Linked DNA regions of Oryctolagus cuniculus: region 2 is linked to region 1. Evidence: chromatin contacts called from public Hi-C data. All regions are on one chromosome and are shown on one strand. Each heading gives the region's core, a stretch centred on a gene start, on an enhancer-like site or on the middle of the called end of the contact. The rest is flanking DNA. Distances are from core to core; before and after follow the strand shown.

What was found. A called contact is a pair of places that touch in the nucleus more often than the background predicts.
Region 2: a Hi-C map of an unstated tissue shows a contact between it and region 1, with 3 times the contacts expected there. The contact joins the enhancer-like site here to the promoter of COL5A2 in region 1. A contact is called at or near these places in 2 of 6 Hi-C or Micro-C datasets (psoas muscle and an unstated tissue).

The regions. Positions count from the first base shown.
Region 1 is chr3:51,215,733-51,221,278 of mOryCun1.1, reverse strand. It overlaps COL5A2 (collagen type V alpha 2 chain), which reads right to left and starts at 3,526. Exons shown (of 53, transcript XM_070070485.1): 1 at 2,949-3,526. The coding sequence starts at 3,057.
Region 2 is chr3:51,299,939-51,305,484 of mOryCun1.1, reverse strand. It overlaps COL5A2 (collagen type V alpha 2 chain), which reads right to left. Exons shown (of 53, transcript XM_070070485.1): 6 at 1,504-1,614; 7 at 111-188. Among named protein-coding and RNA genes, the nearest start is that of COL5A2, 85 kb to the right of the region's middle. Within about 2 kb of position 2,269, at least 3 of the 8 cell types and tissues checked have an H3K27ac peak or open chromatin away from gene starts, as enhancers often do.

The DNA.
Region 1 (5,546 bases), core at 2,277-4,776:
TAAAGTGGTTCATACCTAAGATTATTCACACAAATAGTGTATGCATATTTTTTCTAATAATAAGAATGTATATAGCTCACTAAATGTTAGACTTATTTGGGATTATGAACTTTACTGTAAATTTTTTGTATTTTTCTTACAAAAAATAATGTGGAATATTTCAAAGCCCCCTACCACCACACACACACACATACAGAGAGAGAGAGAGAGAGAGAGAAAACTTTTCAAAAGCTGATTTTGTCTTCTAACTCCCTGATTTTTATTACTGAATAGTTTCAAATAAAGTTAGCCTGATTCCCAAATATCATTCCTTTGATTTCATATAATTTAAAAATTCAAATCAGTTCTAAGTTATATACTGAAAAATGGCACTATTTTGACCTAAAATCCCTAAATTGCATTTACTCACTTTTTCAAGGTTCTTAAGATTTTTAATTGACACATAAACTCATACATATTTATGGGGTCCAATGTGATATTTGATACTTATATACAATTTACAATGATCAAATCAGGGTAATATTTCTTTGTGTTGGAAACTTTCCATTATCATACATATATATTTTTGTCATACAGGAACTCAGCTTTTTAAAAATTTACTGGCAAATAACCACAGTCACATTCATAAAAATATATCTGGAACTCTTAAAAAGGCAAAAGTAAAAGCTTATAAACATGTTGACATTTGTACACAAAATAAATACTATAATATATGACATTATAGCTAAAATTTGAAAAATATAGTCTTGCTTTGATGTGTGCCTTAGATATTTCTCTAATTTATTTACCTAAACTTATTCTTCCCTAACTCAATCTCACATGAAGTCTCTAAATTCTTAAACTTTCATTAAGCTTGTAACATGTCTGAACAAGGGAAATAAGATGTTGCCAAGTATCCAAACAAAATCAACTTAAATCAAAATGTACATGGTAGGTAATAGAATAAAGCTAAGTAACTCTTAATACACTGGATTCTGGAATTCTTTTCTGTATCATTTTAAGTAGTTACTTTTTTTTTGCTATTGAGTTTTATAACATACACACTTTTAGGTTGAGAAATAAAAGGGGAATTTATTATTTGCAATACATATGCAAGCAATTACCCCTTCTCTGTAAAATCTGATGTTTGGAATTCCAGTTTCTGTGGTGTTTAATTATACTGAGGGTAGAGGGGTTGATTTGGAGTTGGGAACTTCTTTGTACCAAGCATCACATTCCTAACATTTATGTAAATTAGTATTAAGGAAAACTCACTCAGTTTTCAGAAATACCTACAGATAATCACAACTATTTGGGAAAGTCTCTTGGCATATGGCCTATTCCAAATTGAACATTCTTTTCATTGGTTCACACATTCAATTACTTTCAAGCTTTACAAAAGTAAATTATAATGTTAACAAGAGTTGAAAAAGAAAGTTGTATTACATTTTTTAAAGTTGATTGTTTTGGTGGGGGAGGGGAGCAAATTGTTCCTTTTATATTCAGATTTTCTATTTGTATTGTAATTTTGCTGCATTTTTTCCTTCACTTTCCAAACTTCCACTTTCCATTCAGTTGTAGGCCACACCATACTAAACAATATATTCTGCTCGTACTATTGCAAGGAAACTCAAGAGTTTACATTTTGCAAATTGCCTCATTTTCAAAAAGCTCCAAGATCTTAGAAAGTGCCCCCTCTATAGGACTCTTGACGGACTGTTGAATCTCCATTTCCAGATGCTTATTTTCACTTTTTAAAAGTTTTTAGAACTTATGCTCGCTAGATTAATTTTATAAACAACTTGGAGAAAAATGCACAGAAGCAGCTAGTTTATTTGATATACATGTATGGACACGTGTATCTGTGTGTGTGTGTGTATATATATATATATATTTGAAAGATAGCAACTGAAAATGTTAATGAATATGCTAAGTTTTAAAAGCTTGAGTTTAATGTTAAACATTTATAGAAATCTGTAATGGTATATTAAAAAGGAACACATATCTTTATTTGAATTTTCACTCCTCAAGAGTAAGGATTTAACAATCAGAGAAACCAGTTTAAATATTGTCTGTTCTATAATTCATGCGTTTTTGCTTAACTGTAACATATAACCCAACCCTAGTATATGCAAATCGCATAGGAAAAAATTCGTTAATCAGGCAAGATGTGTCTCTGAAAAAAACCAGAAAAAAAAAAAAAACACCCAAAACTTTGCTCTAAGGGATACTGCCCACACAAATAGCCCATGCCAAATAAGTTGTATATAAGGCATGCTGGTTTCCTGCTTCCCACCATCCAACTAGGGAACCACCGCTGTCCTGATGAGCGAGTCACTCGGGTGGGAAAATACCACTGTTTAAGAAATCTGGCTTCCATCAGCCTCTGTCAGAGAAATAAACGAGACTCCGGCTCAGTAAGCAAAAATGGCTTTAAGCTCACAAATGAAAATGGTGAAGAAGTGTAAGTCTGTAAAGAGAAAGGAACAGAAGACAAAGACAAAGGCAATTCAGAGCTATCAGAGTTGCTGCAAAGGTTTTTTTAAACAAAGAATTTTATGAAGCAGCTGAAGTTCAGTACAAAAAGACTCCACCCTACCCAGCTTCTGCAGCAACTTTTTCTTGCTCTGAAAACTCCAGCCCACAGAACGGAACTCCTCTAACGAAAACTGCCTTTAGGGCTCGGTTTTTAAACTCTCTTCTTTGAAACTTCCCACCCTTACACTAAAGCAAAAGAGCTTAATCGTCGACTTTCCCAGAAACACTTAGTAATGTACACTCTCCAATGGCAGACAGGGAATCTCCGAACTTAACAAACATCCCAATTGTCTTCTGAGCCGTTTCCCAGGTGCAAATCTGTCAGCCCCTTTCTCAAACTTCAAACCAGAACCTCCTCTTCATGCTCTTCCTGGGGCTTAACATTCCATCTCTTTCCCAAACCGTGCAATAAACATCACAAGCAAACTCACCGGCAAAATCGCCATCCTCGCCTTCTTCCTGGGCTTTTATTGAGACAAATTGCCCTAATAAAACAGTAAGAATGAGGAGAGGTCTTGCTTCCACCCAGTTTGCCATCATATCTAAATATTAGACATGTGGGTCCTCCTGGGCGTGAAAAGTCGATTCTAAGGTTATTGTAGCACCATGAAGGCAGCTGAGGGGTCCTCTCTCGGCACCAGCCCCAAGGCAGCCTCTGCAAACCCACTTTTTCAGCACCAGCTCCAGCACCGTCTGCGGAAACTTTTTTCAAGCGTTGCAGCTTTAAATAGGAAGAATGCTGCCTCCACTTCTTTTCCTGCCCCTTTTCAGCTTGTTCAGGCTCATAACCATCCAGTGTCTGCCAAGCAACGGTCTGATTGATGGTAAACAACCAAATCAGAACACGCGTCTCTGTGCCTTGAACTTGCCCTATTTCAGCTGTGTTTCAAGCATAGATGGGGCTTAATAACGGAAACAAACTTTTATTTCTTTCTTTTTATTTTACTAAGTCTGTTAGAAGCAAAGAATCCTATTCTTCCAGACTGCCCTTCCCCCAAACACACACCCCTTAACTTTTCCACTATTTGCTAAAAAAGACATTAGGGAGGAAATACAGCCCTTTAGCCCAGTTTTTAAGATTTAAATAATTCAGGACTCCCTTGTCCACCTTAAATCTTCAAAGGATCAATTTTAACCCTTTCGTTTAAGTACATAGGTAGGATTCTTGTTCCTTTCTCATATCCTGGTTTTTTTTTTTTTTTTTTCCTCAATATTATGAAAGGGCAATGTTAGAATGGAGCTCAGGTAAAATCTAGGTAAGGAAACTGTTTTAGGTGACTGAAATTGTGACAAATCATAATCTGAATTAAGAAAATATGAGAGGACTTCAAAAGTTTCATGGAAAATCTGTACTATAAAAAAAAAGCATGGATTTTTAAAAGTTTTGTGCCAAAATAAACTTTACTTTGAAATCAATTTTCCATAAACTCTTTCAAGTCCTTCATTGGTCCTCTCCTAATCTCTTCACATCCCCTGTTAATGGACCACATATGCAGGTTCCTCTTTTTTGTAGAAAGTTTTGTTTTGTTAGAAAAATAGTCTGCTAAGTCAGTGTAGAATGGGCAGTGCACTGAATTTGGAAGCAGCAAGGTTCAAACACCAGCTCTGCCACTCACCAATTTTGTAAATAAACCTACTCCTTTACTTCTGAACTCTCCAATTTACTCCCTTGAGAAAAGGACTTTGCCCTGACCAATGCTACAGAGTTGAGTGACACTAAAATGAACCATATATTATTAACTAAGTTCCAAATTACAAAGAGCTACATAAGCATAGATAGCAGTGTCATTAACCCTCAACCAGCTTTTTAGGAAATATGACAATCACACAAGCCTTTAAGTAGCACTATTTATAAACTTCTCTTCCAATTTCATGCTTACTAAGATCTTAATGATGTCAGCATTTTACATAAACCAATACATTTGCTACCTTGAATCCCCCTAGAATCAGAATGGATGTTCTATACCATACAGGTGAGTCAATCGCTCGTAATTATTTATCAGTGATTGGTACCTGGCACTGTACTAAGCAAAAGAAGGAAAGGATGACGCACACAACAATAAAAGGCCATCACCTTCAATGAACATATGTAGGTGCTGAGCAAATAAATTTACATGAAACAAAGATATATAAGCCACTGCATATACATATGTGTGGGACACAGTAAGCCCTGTATAAATTTAGCCAAAGGAGAGATTATAAAATGAGATTAGGTAAATAAAGCATTGATATTATGTTTCTTAATAGAAAAAACATATGCATTAAATTGAATTTTAGCTTTGAAGCTAAAATCTATAGAAACATTCCTGAGGTGGTCAATTTTCCAAGTCATTTCCAATTTTCTATTCCTATATCCCTCAGTATAACCTTACTTAGACACATCTCATTTTGATGACTTTTGTCACCACCACACCGTTCTCATGGAATACTCTGTTCCCACTTAAGAAATGGCCCGAGGACCAAAAATCACCCTTCTGCTAATCCTTTGTAGAATATCTGAGTGAATTCAGGACTTTGAAATGAACTTGCTAAATATTCAAACAGAATAACATGGAAATAAACAAATGCAAGCCAAGGAACGAAGTACCCTCTGAGCTTCCCAAGTTCTATTCTATTATGAAGTAATTTTAGACATCAACACAACACTGATACCAAAGAGTTGGCAAGATTTTCAACCATCTTGGTGTGGAACCTTACTGGAACACAGAGAAAATATACATTTGTAGAAAACCTGCAACTCTGAGAAACTATTCGCCATGTGGAGATCAGATCATCAAGTTATCAGTCTTACAGCAGTCAGTGGACATAACACTGCATACCTGCTCTGATCAGCACCTTAGGATCTGTTACTAAGAGAGTTATTATCAATACATTACATAGTTATTTTAAATTTATCAACATAATACACAGCTTACATGGAAAGATTTAAAACACAATGCATCTTCTCACAGTTCCCTCCAGTTTCTGCCACCTCTTTGCATCATACTAGAAACTCATAGTGTAATAGGGGTATAGCAAATATTGTATTT
Region 2 (5,546 bases), core at 1,020-3,519, 85 kb before region 1:
GAAATGGGAGAAAGGCGGTGTTTAAGAAGACTCATGTTATTTCCTGATTGGCTAACTCAAGCCTCTATTTTTTCATATGTTCTGTGCTTAGCAGTAAAATATGTGCTTACCACAGAGCCAGGCATCAGTCCTACTTGACTCCCAAGTCCAGATTTTTCATCCAACCCAGCCATCTGAGCTGAAAATGGCTAGAAAGGCAAGGTGAAGACATTATTTCCATAGTAAAAGACATACTTCAGCATACTTTTACAATTGAGAAAGGTATATTCTCTGGAATTCTTATTTTAACCACTAAACTATAAAGCATGGAAAAAGATTCAAGTTGGTTTTACTGTACGTGTTTTTGATGGACCACTGTTCCCCAGAGGCTTTTATAAGTACATTGCTTCAGCACAGCTGCTGCAGTGGGACAGATGTCCCACATTTTGTAAAAGGATGGATCATTGTAATAAATATTTAGCCAGTCTAATTGATTTCATGTTTAAATATCTTCATCTGATTTCCCCCCACAATTAGAACATGCCAAACATTTGAGGAAAGCCTGAATGATGCCTTTAAAACAGTCGTGCTAGAGATTCCAGATTCTATTTCTGACTATTTAGATGGTACTCTTTATTCTTTGCTCCGGCAAGTCAATGTTAACTTGGATTTATGTAAGCTGATAAAAATTTCATAAGCCTTTTCATGAATCTCTGAATGTGTCAGAATTGCAAACTATTTCACCTACTCTCTTTTTCACTTAAGAGACCTAAGTAATCAAATTGACCAGAATGATTCATATTCATTCCGGTGCTAATGCTAATTTCGAGATTTTAGTGGGAAATAAGAGTGTATTGTTTAAAAAACAGTCTGGTAATTTCTTCTGCAATCAGCTGAGAAACAGAAGTATGAATTCTTGTAAAACAAAACTCACATTGAGGCTCCATCTGTCTGCTATGCTATGCCATCTAGTCGCAAAACCCCTATGTCTGCCAGGAAGAATTCAAAGTTGCAAATGTAGAAAAACATTTCGTCGTATTTTACTTCAGGCAGAAAATAAAAATCTAAGGAATAATTAGATGGATTTTATTAGTGCTAACTCAGTGGCCCTTTCCTAGATATCATAGAGATCTATAAGAATCATAGATATCATCATGGATGAGTCATCCTCTCTTGGTGTGCAGCACAGGCTTTGTCAGTAGTGAGAGCCCAGAGAAGAGCAAAGAATAAGGAATACATCTCTTTTCTCAGTTCACAAAGGGAAGGGTCACTGGTCCTTCAGAATCGTCAGAAATTACATGAAGTCCAGAATTAATATTGAAACCTACAAATAACTTGAAGCAGCACTTTAAAAATGCTATAATTTACTGTGGAGTAATTAGTTTTATTGTTGTTTATGGCAGCAATGTGTTAATTTAAGTGTTCTTATAGTCAAGAGTATCTGAAGTGACACAGTTTTAAATCATAGCAATAAGACAATAATGTACATCTGGTATATGGCATTGGACAATGTACACAACTCACCCTGCTCATGCCATCGGGTCCTGGGTGGGACGGGTGTCCGGGAGGCCCCGGAGCACCAGGCTGACCAGGAACACCAGGTTCTCCATCAATTCCTTGAGGCCCACGAGGACCCTGGGAAAACATGCCATAGATATTAGAACCCACTTCTAAATATGTACTTAGCAAAAAGCTAAAAGCACAGATTTCTTGATGGACATGGAGTGTCCATTCGTCTAAAGATAAGTGGCAATTTTATCACCTACTGTAACCTACTCAATTTCAGCACCGATGAAAATAACTACATCTTGGGATAAAGTCTCGGTGAGAAATTTTACTTGATATGTTAAATCTCTAGGAGTCAACTGTCTTGAAATAATCATACAATGACTTTCAGTTCACCAGGTTCTAAAATGAGCCTCCTAAGTTGAGCCTGGTTGTTCAAAATTATCTTTTGAACAACACAATTAAATTCATATCTCTGGATTATAACTCAACTAGTTATGTGCCTACTTCACCACCATCTCTGCCAAAAAACAAAAATGTGAAAATGTGAGGGCCCCTTAATTGTAATTTGTTGGTGATTTTCAACTATAAATGTTTAATGTTTTGTTTAGCTCCTGGTGCACAGAAGGCACTCAATATATAAATATGCCATTTTCACATTTCAGTCCTCTTGAGTACTGTAACTACAGCACTGTTTATTTTCCTTCCCACCACCAGAGGAAGACTAAACCAAGGAGAAATCTGAGGCAAAGGCACTGTTACCCAGCCAAGTCTAGTTCTCAGAGACATGAGCAATGACTTCCAGCAGCCAAGTCCCACCCTTCTCGTAACGCCCATTTGAAGACTGCTTGGGGAACTGCCACGTCCTCAGTTCTGGAAATGCTCAGTGCCTACCCTCATCGTCCCCAGCAGTCTTTGTTAAATATTTTCTGGCTTGTTAACCAAGAAGAGCCAGAAAGTTATTCTCATCTTTTAAAAATCAAACCTCCTATAACTCCTAAATCACTGACAGTTCACTTTACTCTTTTCATTAAACATAATAGAGGGTGATTTAAATTGCTGTCTAGGAGTGCTGGATCATATGAATGTAGATATTAATGGATCGTCTGACTTATTCATAGAACCTTGTATGGAAAATCCTCATAGTATTTTTGCAATCTTCAAATGTTAATTGATAATCAAGTATTATTATATACAAAAAGTGAGTTAAAAGATAATCTCTGCTCCCACTGAGGTTTCCAAAGATAAAACACACTATACTCAATGTCAGTGAAAGCAAAGAGAAGTTTCGGTATGTTAAACCTCAACACAGGCTGTGTCCCTCTCTAGCCTTCTGTGATGAACGATCATATTTCAAATCTGATCAAGAGAAAAATCTACTTTCTCAGACTTCACAATCCAGTCTGTGTTTTGATGGAATTCTTTTTTTTTTTTTTTTTTCTTCAGGAGCCAGGTGTTTCTCCTGGTCTCCCATGTGGGTGCAGGGCCCAAGTACTTGGGCCATCCTCCACTGCACTCCCAGGCCATAGCAGAGAGCTGGCCTGGAAGAGGGGCAACCGGGACATAATCCGGCGCCCCGACCGGGACTAGAACCCGGAGTGCCGGCGCCACAAGGCGGAGGATTAGCCTAGTGAGCCACGGCACCAGCCGATGGAATTCTTTTTAAATAACCTACATTATATAATCTTATATAATTGAAATTAAAGTTAATATAAATATATGACAACTATCCAAATTTCAATAAGTATAAACAAAATTGCCCATCAGAAAAAAAAATTAGAGTATACAAAAATATTTATTGGAAAATATTTAAAACAAATCACAATTTTAGAATCCATTTAAATGTTTTTATATTTCCAACTAAAATGAATCATATAATGTTTATTTTTAGATAAATATTATCATCATCACCTCCCATCCCCCAGAATATTCATTAATCTCAGACAGCAATCTACAATAAAAAAATGCTTGTAGATTGCCACTAGGTGGCGACGTGTAGACGTCCACAAGTAGAAAAGACTGACAGAATAGTCTAGAATTTTACTTACTGCTGGTTAATAGCCTCTCTCTCTATCTTCCCTTTTATGCCTCCCCCCATTCTCACATGTACATGATAAAATATTAGAACTGATAATTGGTTTATTTTCATGTTTTATAAATAAGGAAACTGATTCCTATAGAGGGTAGGTGTCTTGTAGAACTGGGGCTCAGCACACTGTCCATCTCCTGACAGGCTGTTGCTTGTCACGGTGAAGTTACTTGGACAGTGCACTTAAAACTGAGGACATGTGACGTGAGATCCCCATAATGATCACTGGCTGGTACTGAGAGTTTCATGAGAGTTTGTATCAGTAGCTCTCAATCTAGAGCAATTTTGCCCAGATTTGATGATATCAAAAGACAATATTAGTTTTCACAGATGAATGGGTGTTGGGGACCATCGCATCTAGTGAGTAGAAAACAGGAATGTTGCAGAATGTCCTACAATGGATAGGGAATTATCAAACCCGAAATACCAATAGTTCTGAGGTTGAGGAACTCTGCTGTACACTTTGTGAGCCTTTTATACTCTGTGATGGTAAACAGAAGAAAGGGGTATTTATGGTTGCAGTGCCACCCTATATTGTGATAATCTTAACTTTACTCCAGCTAAGCAGTTCTTAGAAGGCTTGGAATAGAGGCAAAACATTCTATGTATAGAGATTCTATCGCATCATACTGGTAGCTTGAAATCAGATTCTGGGACTATTTACACCAGGAAAATCGGCAGAAGCTATAAATCAAAAAGGACAAAAATTTTAAGAGAGTCAGTTGTTAAATACTTGCCATCATGCCCATGCTTAATGAGATTAAAAAGAGCAACAGATTTCCTACTTTGGTATCTTCTACAATAGTCTTTGTTAATTGCTCATGAATAATTATTTCCCCACTCTTTCCTTACACACATACACAAACACTCATACTCCACTCACATTATCACAGGCCTAACCAAGACAGGAAATGGATGACATCACAAGCTAAGTCAAGTCAGGAAGAGAAGAGAAGAGAAGTAAGAGTCACAGAGGAGATTTATTGGATCCTAACCAGGAATTCTGGAAGTCTGAAATTATTTCCTTGGTAACTTCCTCCCCACCCCCTGGAAATATGACCCAGTTTCTTACAATGTACAAGTACCTGATATAAAGTCTTTTCTGCATGAGCACCCATTCTCCATCCAACTACTATCATCTTCTACCAGACTCTCTGCAGACCTTGGGCAGGTGCCTGGAGACCTACTGGCAGTTTTTAAGCTACCAATACCAGTAAGGAAGCTCCACAGAACAGCAATGAAGGATGGGATATAAAACAGTCTGAATGAAGCCTTGTTGGACATCCTTATGGCTGTGTCCAACTTATTTGGGGCACTGTCATCACTCACATACCTATAGACTCCATCCTTGACTCTAGCTCCATTTGAGAAAAACATTGACATTATGTTATTTATTTAGTTAAATAAGTACAAGCATAAAACAGTATCAAAGATGAAACTTAGTACCAAAAGTACCTAGGGACATGATCTAAAATATTTTTTACCTCATTTATTTGTTCAAAGTTGTCCATTGATTCTGTATTCATCTATTTCTTCCACTTATTTATTTTCTTTAAGATTTGTTTTATTCATTTGAAGCCAGAGTTACAGACAGAGAGGAGAGAGGAGAAGGAGAGTTGACAGAGGAGAGAGGAGAGAGAGAGAGAGACAGAGAGAGAGAGAGAGAGAGATCTTCTAAACACTGATTCATTCCCCCAAACAGCTGCAATGCCTGAGGCTGGGCCAGGCCAAAGCCAGGAGCCAGGAACTGCATCCTGGCCTCCGTTGGGGATAGTAGGGGCCAGATACTTGGGCCATCTTCCACAGCTTTCTCAGGCACATTAGCAGGGAGCCAGGGAGCTAGAGTAGAAGCAGAGCATCTGGGACTTAAACCAGTACTCTGATATGGGGTTTCAGTTTCAAACAAGCAGGGCTTAACTCACTGTGCCAGAATGTCAGTTCCTATCTCTCTCATTGAGATATGAATAAATAC